3 separate regions of the Mus musculus genome follow, and regions 1 and 3 are each linked to region 2. The links are chromatin contacts, called in public Hi-C and HiChIP or PLAC-seq maps. All regions are on one chromosome and are shown on one strand. Each heading gives the region's core, a stretch centred on a gene start, on an enhancer-like site or on the middle of the called end of the contact. The rest is flanking DNA. Distances are from core to core; before and after follow the strand shown. Region 1 overlaps Gm31127 (a long non-coding RNA gene). Region 2 has its middle 20 kb from the start of Gm38730. Region 3 overlaps Foxk1 (forkhead box K1).

The links. A called contact is a pair of places that touch in the nucleus more often than the background predicts. HiChIP or PLAC-seq counts read pairs in DNA pulled down with a chosen protein or histone mark.
Region 1: a Hi-C map of bone marrow-derived macrophages shows a contact between it and region 2, with 9 read pairs. The contact joins two enhancer-like sites. A contact is called at or near these places in 2 of 39 promoter capture datasets (cranial neural crest and hippocampal neurons), 1 of 484 Hi-C or Micro-C datasets (bone marrow-derived macrophages) and 2 of 115 datasets of contacts at active chromatin or transcription factors (astrocytes and large pre-B cells).
Region 3: an H3K27ac HiChIP or PLAC-seq map of microglia shows a contact between it and region 2, with 6 times the contacts expected there. The contact joins two enhancer-like sites. A contact is called at or near these places in 2 of 39 promoter capture datasets (hippocampal neurons and pre-B cells), 2 of 15 datasets of contacts at CTCF or cohesin (large pre-B cells and pro-B cells), 12 of 484 Hi-C or Micro-C datasets (B cells, cerebellar granule neurons, cerebellum and 8 more) and 7 of 115 datasets of contacts at active chromatin or transcription factors (T-cell acute lymphoblastic leukemia, bone marrow-derived dendritic cells, embryonic stem cells and 3 more).

Annotation. Positions count from the first base shown.
Region 1 is chr5:142,378,263-142,382,607 of GRCm38.p6, reverse strand. Gm31127 (a long non-coding RNA gene) reads left to right here. Exons shown (of 4, transcript XR_377178.3): 3 at 1,001-1,060; 4 at 2,321-2,918. Among named protein-coding and RNA genes, the nearest start is that of Gm31127, 7.8 kb to the left of the region's middle. Within about 2 kb of position 1,912, at least 71 of the 459 cell types and tissues checked have an H3K27ac peak or open chromatin away from gene starts, as enhancers often do. A contact at or near this core is called in bone marrow-derived macrophages, where this site is marked.
Region 2 is chr5:141,083,440-141,087,251 of GRCm38.p6, reverse strand. No RefSeq gene overlaps it. Among named protein-coding and RNA genes, the nearest start is that of Gm38730, 20 kb to the right of the region's middle. Within about 2 kb of position 2,356, at least 57 of the 459 cell types and tissues checked have an H3K27ac peak or open chromatin away from gene starts, as enhancers often do. A contact at or near this core is called in bone marrow-derived macrophages and microglia, where this site is marked.
Region 3 is chr5:142,442,143-142,446,378 of GRCm38.p6, reverse strand. The region is part of intron 2 of Foxk1 (forkhead box K1); the gene reads right to left. Among named protein-coding and RNA genes, the nearest start is that of Ap5z1, 20 kb to the left of the region's middle. Within about 2 kb of position 2,593, at least 68 of the 459 cell types and tissues checked have an H3K27ac peak or open chromatin away from gene starts, as enhancers often do. A contact at or near this core is called in microglia, where this site is marked.

The sequences.
Region 1 (4,345 bases), core at 663-3,162, 1.3 Mb before region 2:
TGTTCCTGGGAACTTTTCCCATCTGATTGAATCTCTCAGTTAAAAACCTCTTTTTTCAAGCCTGCAAACTAGGTTCCCAAAAACACAACACAACCAAAAGGCTCAGGCTACTTCCAGAAATACACACACACACACACACACACACACAGAGAGAGAGACCCATTTATATGTGAACAAGTCCTACAACATACTAATTGTTTTCAGTACTGGTATCCATAGCACAACTGCTCGACCACTGAGCTACACCCCATTAACTGCGGGATTCCAGGCAGGTGTTCTACCAGTGAGCTATACCCCAGCCCCTCACTGGGGGATTTTAGGCAGGGGCTCTACCACTGAGCCACGCCCCAGTCCCTCATTGGGGGATTCTAGGCAGGGCTCTACCACTGAGCCATACCCCCAACCCCTCACTGGGAGATTTTAGGCAGGGGCTCTACCACTGAGCCACGCCCCAGCTCCTCACTCGGGGGGGGGGGGGGGGGGGGGTTCTAGGCAGGTGCTTTACCACTGAGCACATTTGTTATCTTTTTTATTTTGACACAGGGTCTCACTAAATTATGTAGCCTGATCTTGAGACTGCTCTATGGCCCAGTCAGGTCTTGAACTTGTGATCAATCCTCCTGCCTCAGCATCCTGCGACTCTGGGATCAAAGGTCTGTGACCATAGAACTTTGTGTTTTCTTGCTTTGTGATGCACACAGAGGATCACAGAGATCTATCTTTGGGGTAAATTTGCTCATGTGCTGGCATGTGTGTGGGGTGTGTGCAAGGCAGACTGTGGGGCCAGACACCTAGGGTTCCAGCGGTTCCCCTTCCCACACGACAATATATAAGTTACTCCATGTTTCTGCATACCCCAGATTCTCAATTTCATGTAGTCTCTCAGAGTAATGATGTCATGTGACTATGAAGCTTAAGAATTCCCACTGTGTGTATAAGCAAGTTCACAATAATCACATTATTTATTCATTCAAAACTGAAATAACTGTTCTTCTACTAGGTACTACTCTCCAGGAATGGCAGCTTATACCACCACTTGCGAAGCTGAGAAAGGAGAATTGTGAGTTTAAGATCATTGTTGAATAACAGCAAATTTGAAGCCAGCCTGGGCTACACAGAAAGAGCCTATGTCAAAACAGCAACAACAGCAATAATAATGGTCAAATGTGGTTATTCAGCATTAATTTCAAATTTTATTTAATCTAAAACCATAACCAAAACTTACATTTGAGAAAACTGGGAGGGTCACCTGGTAGCGAAGTGGGTTAAAGGAGCTTGCCACCAAACCAGACAGCTTGAGTTTGAAGGAGAGAACCGATTGCCACAAGTTGTCCTCAGACTTATGTGTCCCTGGGTATGAGTGCTCCCACCACTAAACAAAAGAAATTTTAAAAATACAATAAACATTTAAAATAAATTAAACATAAAAAGAGCAGGACCCAAGGGAGGGAGTGCTCAATGAGAAAACTTCAGAACTGTGAACTTCAGAAAAGAAAGCTTTAAAGACAGTGGGGAGATAAAGTTAGGAGCTAACGGGTTCTGTGCTGAGGGTAGCAACATCTTTCCTTTTGTATTTTAAAGACAGGGTCTTACCATGTAGCCCAGGCTGGCCTTGAACTTGAAACTTCAGCTCCCTCCCCCGCCCCAAGTTTTGGGATTACAGATGTGCACCACCACCCATCTAGAACTATCACCCCATTTTTGAGCAAGCAGAAAGCCCACAGAGTTGCCCACTTCTGGGAAGAAGTGTGTCACCTCGGGAAGGAAGTGGTGTCTGAGATGGCCTGCCCCCCCCCCCCGCCCCCCAGCCTGGCTTTTGGCCATTTAGAAACAGCATAGCTGTGTTAAACACACAGAGTGCTGGGATAATTGGAAACAGATGAGGTGCAGCCTGCTTCTTTTGACTGTTGCTTGCGAAATGCAGCCTGTAACAGCCATGTGGTGTGGGGAAGCTGTGCTAGGCAGGCGGGTTTGCCAAGGATGTCTTGTACCTATGGGCCACACTTTTTTTTCCTGCTCTGCGAAGCCTAGTATGCTCCAAGGGAGAGGGAGAACAAGCTGTCTACGAGTCTCCTAAGGTTTAATGTAAGATTTCATCTATATGATGTCATTTTACATCCCTTTTTGGGCGGTGTGGGGGTATAAGCACACAAGTGTGTACATGGGCATAGACTGAGACCTTGTCTGGGAACAGGGAACTCAGTTGAGAAAATGCCTCCATTAATTGGCCTGTAGGCAAGCCTGTTTTTTTTTTTTTTTTTTTTCTATTTGAGAGAGTGTCACTCTTTCAAGCTCTGGCTATCATGGAATTCTCTTACAGACCAATCTGGCCAAACTCAGAGACCTGCCCCGCTCCCAAGGTGCTGGGATTCAAGGCGCCCACCATCACACCCTGCTACCATTTTCTCGATTAATGATTGATACAGGATATTATGGCTTGTATATGCTCAGGGAATGACACTATTAGCAGGTGTGGCTTTGTTGGAGTAGGTGTGTCACTGTAGGCGTGGGCTTTAAGACCCTCATCCTGACTGCTTGGAAGTCAGTCTTCTCTTAGTGGCCTTCAGATGAAGATGTAGAACTCTCAGCTCCTCCTGCACCATGCCTGTCTGGATGCTGCCATGTTCCCACCTTGATGATAATGGACTGAACCACTGAACCTATAAGCCAGCCCCAATTAATTAAATGTTGTCCTTTATAAGAGGTGTCTGTTCATGGTGTCTCTTCACAGTAGCAAAATCCTAACTAAGACATGGGAGGTGATGCCACCCCTGTGCAGATGGTCCTGCCATGAGGAACAAGCCATTAAGCGGTGTTCCTCCATGATCCCTGCTTCCGTTCCTGCCTCCAGTTCTTACCCAGATGTCTCTCCATAATGCACTGTAAGCTGTAAGCCAACTAAACGGTTTCCTCTCCAACTTGTTTTTGGTGATGCAGTTTTGTCACAGCAACAGAAAGCAAACTAGGACAGTTAGCAGCAAGTTCGCTCCATTCTTAGTAGCGCAGGAGTATCAGGCACCATGTGGCTTTTCTATGTGGGTGCTGGGGATTCGAACACAAGACCTTATGCTTGTGCAGTAAGTACTTTTACCTACTGAGCCACCTCCCAAGCCTCTTGAGCTCCCTTTAAAATGTAGGTCTCGAACTCAGAATTCTGTGCATCGTAGGCAACCACTAACCAAGCATACTCGCCCAGCTGTAGTTGTCAAAGCAAGAGGTAGTTAACATACAGATTCACTCTGAAATCTCCCTACCCAGCTTTCCCCAACAACACTGTGTAACTGTTTCCTCTGATTGGAATAGAGAAAAGCAGGGGGAGAAGTCTGGAAAACTCACAGGAAACTTGTACAACTCAGGAAGCTCAAGAAACTTACAGAACTCACAAGGCTCCTTCCTGTGGCTAGGTAAGTAGTAAAGAATTATGGGGGAAGAAAAGGTTCTTCCGTGGAGCTGCCTGCAAGTTGCATAGGAGGTTCCAGGTCTGCAGCTTCTGAGTCACCCACGCTGGGGTAGACTTTCCAGTGATACAGCTGCCTTTCCTTCAAGTCTCCCATGCTCCTATGAGGAACTCCAGGAACTCATTGGTTCCCCCATGAGACTCTGGTGAAACTGATTCTTTGGTCTGTCATGGTGTCTCCCTAGAAAAAGTCACACAAGCACATCTGTAGTCCCGCTTAGTCGAACACATCAGAAAATATGACGCTCAGATACATGTCATTCCCCTGCAGAGGCTGATGCTCCTCCGTGGCTTGCCAGAAACCAATTACTGTTCAAATGACAAAGACAGGAAGCATGTCCCAAGGAAGGCCACTTTCAGAGAACCTCTCCCCTCTGGCCAGAGCTCTGACGGTGACTGAGTAATTCTAGGTATGTCGTGAAGCAGTCAGTGGTGGCTGAAAGCTGCCCTTTCCCCTAGTTAACAGAACTTTAATTTCATACAGAGTTGTAAGGGGGCTCAGCCAGAAGAGCATCTCAGGGGCTGCAGAGATGGAGAGGTGGGTACTTCCTGCTCTTGCAGTGGACCAGTCCTATAAATCAAGCCACATCCTCAGCTCTGCAAGGGGGAAATGTTTGGTTGTACATTGGACATAGCAATTGGATGAAACGGACAGTGTTCTTTAGGTATGGATAGCAGGAGTGGACAAAGTAAAGGAGGTAAGAAAATTGAAATTAAGGAACCTAGAATTCTTGGAGGAAAAGGGGGGTTGGCTTGTGCTGACAGCTGTGAGGGGCAACAATGGGATTGTTTTCCCCAACATAGAGAAAAATGGCAGGCAAGCTTTAGTTGCTACTATGGGAAGGAACTGATGAGGCAAAGGTAAAGTTTTGTGAGGAGCACAAATTT
Region 2 (3,812 bases), core at 1,107-3,606:
CATGCCATCTACTGCTGTGCCTCCCTGCCATTAAAGACTCTCTCTCGAAGCCATAAGCCCAAATAAACTTTTTCTTCCTCAGGTCTCTTTAGGTCATGGTGTTTTGCCATAGCAACTAAAAGTAGTTAAGCACCCTGAGTCCACACCCCTTCTTAGATAGCTGTTGCCCAGCAAGCAGCTGATAGAGAGGCAGTCTCAACTTCCTGATCAAGCCTCCAAACAGATCCTGCTACATCTTCACCAACAACAACCTACATATTTTAAAGCCTTGTTTCTTTCATACCTAAAACATGTATGTTTGTGTAAATGTGTATATGTGTATGTATGTGTGTATATATGTATATGTATTTTGCATGTGTGTATTGTGTATGTGTGTATATATGTGTTTGTATACATGTATTTTACATGTGTGCTTGTGTGTATATATGTATATTTGTGCATATATGTATATTGGTTTATATGTATATTTATGTGTGTTTGTGTGTAAATGTATATTTTTAATGTGTACATTTGAGGTTTTGTGTGTATATATATATTTGTATATATGTGTGTATATTTGTGTGTGTTTGTGTGTATGTTTATGTATGTATATGTATTTGTGTACATGCATTTTGTGTGTATATGTATATCTGTGTATGTATATATTTTATGCATATAGTATATTTTGTGTATAGGTATATTTGTGCCTGTTTGTATATAAATGTATATTTGTATATGTGTGTATATGTATATTTGTTTGTCTATGTGCATATTTGTGCATGTATGTGTACATATTTGTGTTTGTGTGTGCATGTATATTTGTGTATACATATTTATATGCTTGTATTTGTGTGTGTACATGTATATTTGTGTATATATACGTGTGTGTGTGTGTGTGTGTGTGTTTATGTGTGTGCTGGGGTGAATTTTTTTGGTGATGCAGCTGCCTCTTAGTCCTAAATGCTCCTGTATGTAGTCCTAGCAAGCTCACTGATCCAGCAGCTGGGTCTGGAAGAAAAATACAGCCTGTTGTCACTACCCTACCTGAGGTGAATAGACATTTGCTCATGTCTCTCAAAAGAAGTCACACAACACCTAGCCACCTCAGGACCAGTCCCAGACAAACCAAAGACAGTTTCAAGGACCCATACACACTGGAATCACTCAAGTAAGTCAGCCCTGGGAACTGCAGATATGGCTCAGTGCTCGTATACTGATGGCCCTGAGTTTGATCTCCAGCACTGGGGAAAATCCAACCCAAACAACAAAGCAAATACCCAATGCTAAGCCTGCCTGCCCTGCCTTAGGGATCCATTGTCGGAAGTCACACTGAAGGCCCTCCTGACCAGGGCAGGTACTTCCCAGCATGCCCTGCGATCTTCTCCTCCCCCCCCCCCCCCCCCCCGCCTCCCTATCCTGGGGATTTGTGAGTACAATCTTCCTCTGGGGCAATCATTTCTGTGAAAGCGTGTCTCACCATCTGCAGCAAAAACAAATCTCAAGTGCAATGAAAACACAGGCCTGTCTGCCAGGTGGAGCGCTGGCCCAGGGGACACAGGCGATGCGTGGTGCCCCCTCTGGGGTCCACACTGCGGTAGCTGGAAAGAAGTGAGGTGTGGCTGTGGGCTTCACTAGGAGAGAGAACCAGAGAAACTCGATCAATGGGCTGCATGGGGCAAAGCAGGGTGGAAGGGATCATCAGAAGGGAGAAGTTCAAGGGCAGCTAGGAGCGGGGAGTAGGTGGGGGTGGGGGGTGGGGGTGGGGAACAAGTTTGCGTCTGGGTGCTAGCACAGAGAAAACAGGTACAGGAGGTGCTGAGAATAGAAGATGGCACCTTGAAAGAACTGGTAAGGATTAGTAAGGCTTCGATGATGATGGAGGTCCTAGCGAGGCAGACAAGCATAGGGACAACTTAGCGACCTGGAACCCACTTGGCTTCAATTACACAAATGCCTTTTGGAAACCCCACCTTCATCAAACCTTACGCACCCGTGTATCCAGGAGTCTATTCTCACTCCAAACTCGAGTTCCCTAGAAATTCCCCTTTCGTTGCTAAACACATCCTGAAGTGTATTTTGGAACTAGGAGCAGCAAGCGGGACAATACCTCCTGGACTGGTTTCAAGTGCATGTACAATAAGGCAAACTATCCTGTGGGTGAACTTTTAGGAAAAACTCCCTAATTTGCCATCTTATTAATGACTGGATGTACACACGATTAAAGTCAGATGCATTGTGGGAAAGGGTATGTACACTGAACAAAAGCCTACATAACCCAAGTCTGTCAATCAAAAGCAGAAACCACCCTCACTCCGCCCATAGCAACCAATCCCTCAAGAACCCATAAAAGGAAGTCCCCGGAGGTCACGGGGAGGGGGGGGAGGGGGGAGGGGGGAGGTTGAGCGACAAGCTTTCTCAGAGCTGAGTGTTCCCTTACAGCCTTATCTACCCTATACCTTCGCTCTGATTCTGAATAAAATCCTTCGTTGCTTCTCTCTTTGAGCACACTTTTTTCAATTCTTTAAACAAGAAGCCAAGTTCCTAGAAACCCCGGTCTAGACAGACCACAGTTAACACTAGTTAACAAGACTGCTTGGAACTTTAGACTTTGTTAGACAAAGAGGGTCTCTAATGAAGGCTAAGCCGAGACAATGCCATTAGCATCCATCTGAGCTCAGCATTGTCTCATGAGGAATCTGCGCTGCTCAGTGTTAGGATTCCACTGTGAGTCGCCCTGATCAGCTCATGGGTTTGAACACTTGCTCCCCAGCTGATGGCGCTATATGGGGAGTTTAGCAAACGGGAAGTGGGGCCCAGCTGGAAGGAGTAGATCACTGCAAGCTTTCTGCCCAAACTCTTTGCTTCCTGGTTCAAAGAGATGAGAAGAAACAGGTGTCTGTGGCTTCTGCAGAGCCAATCCCAGCTGCCACACTTTCTCTGCCATGACGGACTACATCCCCTTTATCTGTTTGCCCAAATAAACTCTTCATCTCGGAAGCCATTCCTGCCAAGTGTTTTGTCCTAGTGAGGAGAAAAGTAACTAACGCTAGCGCAGCTTGCACTGGCTCCGTGAGCAGACGGAGGGAGCAGCTGTTGCAGGCAGAGATGGCAGAGCAGTCACAGTCTGGAGTCATTAAGGACGTGGCACCAGGTTGGTGACTGAAATATGTGTGCTTCAGTGGCAGAACGAGGCCAGCCTCAGAGTCCCTTGACTCTAATAGGTAAAGGGGGGAGGGGTCACATAGCTAGAGCAAGGGCAAGGGCAACTTTGAACTTGGGAATAGATCCTACAGGGAGCTACTTGAACACAGACCTGGAGGCGGGGTTTGGAAGTCATGTGCTCTTGTTAGTAGGGGCTGTAAACTTTAATTCCCATCCTCCAGCGACCCACTTGCTCCGTAAGTTCCACTTCCTTGAGGTTCACAAAGCTGAGCTGCCACCTGGGGACCCAGTATTCCAACATGTGAGCCTTTGGGGAACAGAGCACACCATATCCATCACACTAAGCTCATTTGCATCCTTATTTCTTCACTCGATCATTTCCCTCCTTTTCTTTCTCCCTTTCATCTAAACTCTAAACTGTGTAGTAAACAGTTTAGTTTCTCTCTAAACTGTGTTTTGAGTATTATCCTACATGGGTGTTAAGAAAACCCCGATGCTAAATTTTTGTGATATAAAAAAAAACCACCCAGTTTTACCATCTTCTTCTTCTTCTTCTTCTTCTTCTTCTTCTTCTTCTTCTTCTTCTTCTTCTTCTTCTTCTTCATTTTCTTCTTCTTTTTCTTCTTCTTCTTCTTCTTCTTCTTCTTCTTCTTCTTCTTCTTCTTCTTCTT
Region 3 (4,236 bases), core at 1,344-3,843, 1.4 Mb before region 2:
GGTGTCCTGCACACTTTCACTCACACAAAAATCCAGAGTCAAGGTCTTCGTGTGTGTGGCCCACAGGAAAAGTCAAGAGGCAGACCTGATGGTTGCAGGCCTGTTGTCCCAGATACTGGGGAAGATGAGGCAGGAGGATTATAGCTCAAGGTTAGTCTGGGATACGAAATGAGTTCAAGTCCAGCCTAGGGAACTGAGACTCAGTCCTGTCTTGTCCCCACTGACCCCTGTCCTCCCCCTCCAAAAAAAAAAAAAATTAAAAGAGTCTCAGAACGTAGCTCAGTGGTAGAGCACTTATCTAGAAGAGAGGGGCTGGGGTTGTGGTCAGTGGCAGAGGGCTTGCCTAGCATGTGTGAGACTCTGGGCTCAGGATGCATTTATGCCCCTCCCCCACTTGAGAAGGCAACCTCAGCTGATTCAGCCTGGCTCCTGCCAGTGAGTGATCCTTGTGTGGCCACAGTTGGGATGTGCAACGAGCACTCCAGTCCTGAGTCTGTAATGGCGGTTTCCCAGCAGCCTCTGCGAGGCAGACAGCAGAACAGCATGCTTTCTCAATCCACCTCCCTGAACAACCGCTGCAAGCAGGCTACAAGGAGAGAGCTGCGCCTGAGGCAGGGCATCCTGCGGCTGGGGCTCAGGTCTCAGAGCCTTAAAATGACCACTGGGACCGCGGAATCCCTGGCCAAGTGAGGAGAAATTCACAACAAGGGTGAACAGCCGAGAGGGTTGGAGCCTGCAGACCAGCCTATGGCAGCAAGACTGACTCTGCCTTTAAAACCCAAACAAACAAACAAACAAACAAACAAAACCAAAACAAACCTAAAAGCTGTCCTCACAGAACCACAGTGAAACAACAGAGATGCCTGCAAGGTTGCTCTGATCCTGGGGAGTCAAGGTTGATCCTGGGGATCAAGGTTGCTCTGATCCTTCAGGAGGAGCCTTTTGCTTCTAGGGAAGGCAGAGCCCTCCCTGTGGGGAACCCAGGACTCAGTCCCTAAAAAAACTGACTGGCTCCACCCTGGAGCCAGAGAGCCAGGACTTGGTGGAGGGCCGGCTTGGAGAGTGTGATGGAGTCTGCATACAGGAAGCAGAGCCGAATAAACTCATGCCTGTCACTGTCAAGTAAGTTGCTGTTGGCCAATGAGAGACCCTGTCTCAAACAACAGAGAGGAAAACCGAGCACAGCCTCAGAGGAGTTCACACACACACACACACACACACACACACACACACACACACACACACACGCACGCACGCGCGCACGCACACACACACACCCGGTGGTGAGCACACTCTGAAGACAATGATGAAGCTTGCAGGCTGTAGTGCCAGTCAGCTCCTGGGGACTGGCCTGGCCCTGGCCTGTTCCAGCAGCAACCTTGATAATCTCATGCTGGCCCTGTGACAGCCTGGGCCACACCCTGGAGCCTGGCTTGCTTGACTCCTCAGTCATGCCGAGAAACACTGCTGCCTGGCTCAGGTGTCCAGGGCCCCTGACAGGCACAGGCAGCCATACAGGCAGTCACTTCTTACTTTCTTTTTCTTTTCTTTCTTTCATTTATACAGGGGAGGGAACATGCTAATCTTCTCCAGGGCCTCTTTAGCTGGCCTTGAACTTGCTAAGCAGCTGAAGGAGGCTTTGAACTCCACTGCACTTCTGCATGTTACTGTGAGCAGATTTCAAACAGAGAAACCTGAATGGAGGAGGAGTACCACACCCCACCCTACCCAACACCTTGACAGTGTCAGTAGCAGGGCCTCTCTGGTCACTTTCTTCCAGTGCCAGCCTCACAGCCAGTGTGGAGACCCTAGAACTGCTGGGTTCAGGGGAACAGTACTGTCAAATTGGGGGTGGAGGGTTACAGTCTGCAAGGGCTGCCAGGGCCAGGGCTGTGAAGGTACCACAGCTGGTAAAGTGCTGGCCACATAAGTATGAAGATCTGAAATTGATGTCTAGAACCTACATCAAAAAGCTGGGTGTGGTGGCTGGCACTTGTAATCCCAGCACGGAGGAGGCAGGAGGCAGGGGGCAGGGGGCAGGAGGGTCCCTGGGACTCACAGGCCAGTCAGCCTAGAGTAACTGGGGGGTTTTAGGCCAGGGAGTGCACCCTGAGGACACTGGGGAGAACTGGTACCTGAAGTTGAACTCTGCCCCCCCCGCCCCCCACGGGTTTGGGCACAGGGTTGTCACCCAGCTACTCGGGCAGCTGAGGTCCGAGCGAGAACAGGCAGTGAAGGGACTCGAGGTCGAGGACTTGCCTCCCAATCTCAAGTCCCTCAACAGTGTTTTCAAAAGGGGCCGAGTCACCAGGCTGGCGGGGCGGCCGCTCAGGACCCTTCTCGGGAAGTAGGTGAAGAATGCTCCTTAATAACCCGAGAGGAGTAATTCAAGAAAGAAAGACATGTGAGTCCAGGATGGAACCTTTTCCTCCCGGAAGTCCTGGATGAGGAGGAAGACCACTCGTGGGTCAGAAGGTCCTACCTAGAGCCAGGGCCGGGCTGCGGAGGCAGCAGCCTGCCAGAAGGGTGCGGGACACCGAGCACGCTGGACCACACAGAAAAGGGGAATTACAAACCCCAAGATGGGGAAAACAAGACAGAGTACAAGGAAGGAAATGGCTGGGCCCCGTAATTGTGACACACATACAATAGGAGACTCTGGCAGGAGCTGAACCAAAGACGATGGAACTTTACTGGGGAGAGGGAGGAGACGTGAAATCCAAAGTCCCTCTCGGAAACACGAGGCCCTGACGCAGAAGGACGCCTGCAAAGGGCAGGCCATGCGGGACAAGCCAGAGGGGCCCTAGGGGAGTCCCTCCACTGTGGGAACCGCACGACACCCACCATTTACTGCTGAGTTTGAACAAAAGGGCAGAGAAGGAAGATCTTCAGAGGCAAACACTGCAGACTTATCCTCAAGCATGTCTGTGCCCTGCGCAGGTGAGGTGCTCTGCGCAGGTGAGGTAGGTGCCCTGCGCAGGTGAGGTGCCCTGCGCAGGTGAGGTGCCATGCGCAGGTGAGGTAGGTGCCCTGCGCAGGTGAGGTGCCCTGCGCAGGTGAGGTAGGTGCCCTGTGCAGGTGAGGTGCCCTGTGCAGGTGAGGTGCCCTGCGCAGGTGAGGTGCCATGCGCAGGTGAGGTGCCCTGCGCAGGTGAGGTGCCCTGCGCAGGTGAGATAGGTGCCCTGTGCAGGTGAGGTGCCCTGTGCAGGTGAGGTACCCTGTGCAGGTGAGGTGCTTGCAGGCAAGCCTGACAGACAATGCAAGTTCAGTTCCCTGAACCTGCCTGCGTGGTAGAAGGGTGTAGCACGGTGTGTGCGCGCACATACATACTAATAAATACATGGATTTTGTTTTGTTTTGTTTTTTGTTTTTGTTTTCAAAAAGAATGTGTTCTTCTAAGGTAAGTGTCATGTTACTTAAGTCCCTGGAGCTCCTTCAAAAGATTAACTTTGCTTCTGAAACCACAAAGTACCCAAGGTGGAAAACACCCTAATATTAGGTACTCGTTTAAAAATCGTGTGCATATGATGTGTGTATATGTAATTATATATGTATGTATGCATGTATGTGTGCAGGTCAGAGGACAGCTCAGCTAGCTGGGCTATACGCTATCTTTGCATAGGTTCTGGAGATCTGAACTTGGTCTCACCACTGACCAGCCCAGCCCAATATCAGCTACCTTTAGGCAGTCTTACGGCAGGAGAGGGGAGCCATCGCCCTATATCTGGGGGTCTGATACTGGATCTGGGCTCTCAGGCCTTTGCCAGGCCAGGTCTATGTTTTTCGAAGACTTCTCACCGGTGCGACATCTGGGGAGGAAGGGCTGTCCAGTGCAGACACGGTGACCATACAAAAGTTCCCTGCAGGCTGATGAGACAGAGCCCAAGTGGTGCTACACAGGGACACACACCTCAGATGCAGCCACTGGGATCCCAGGAGAACTGGGATGGCCCCCACCAAGCTCGACTGGAAACCCAATGTTGCAGCACCCCAGACAGTGCAGGATGACACACAAACAGCAGGGACAGGCCAAAGGAACACGGAGGGCCCTAAACCCGCTGGTGGGGAGAAACCAAGTTGTCAGATGGGAAAGGAAACAAGGTAAGGCCTGTTGGTGCAGACAGGGACAGGAAACAGCAGACTCAGTGTCCGTAGATGCCTAGAACATTCGATGCCGCCTTCAAGTTCTAATGTGATCACAGGAAGGTTACACAACCTGAAGGAAGCACCAAAGTT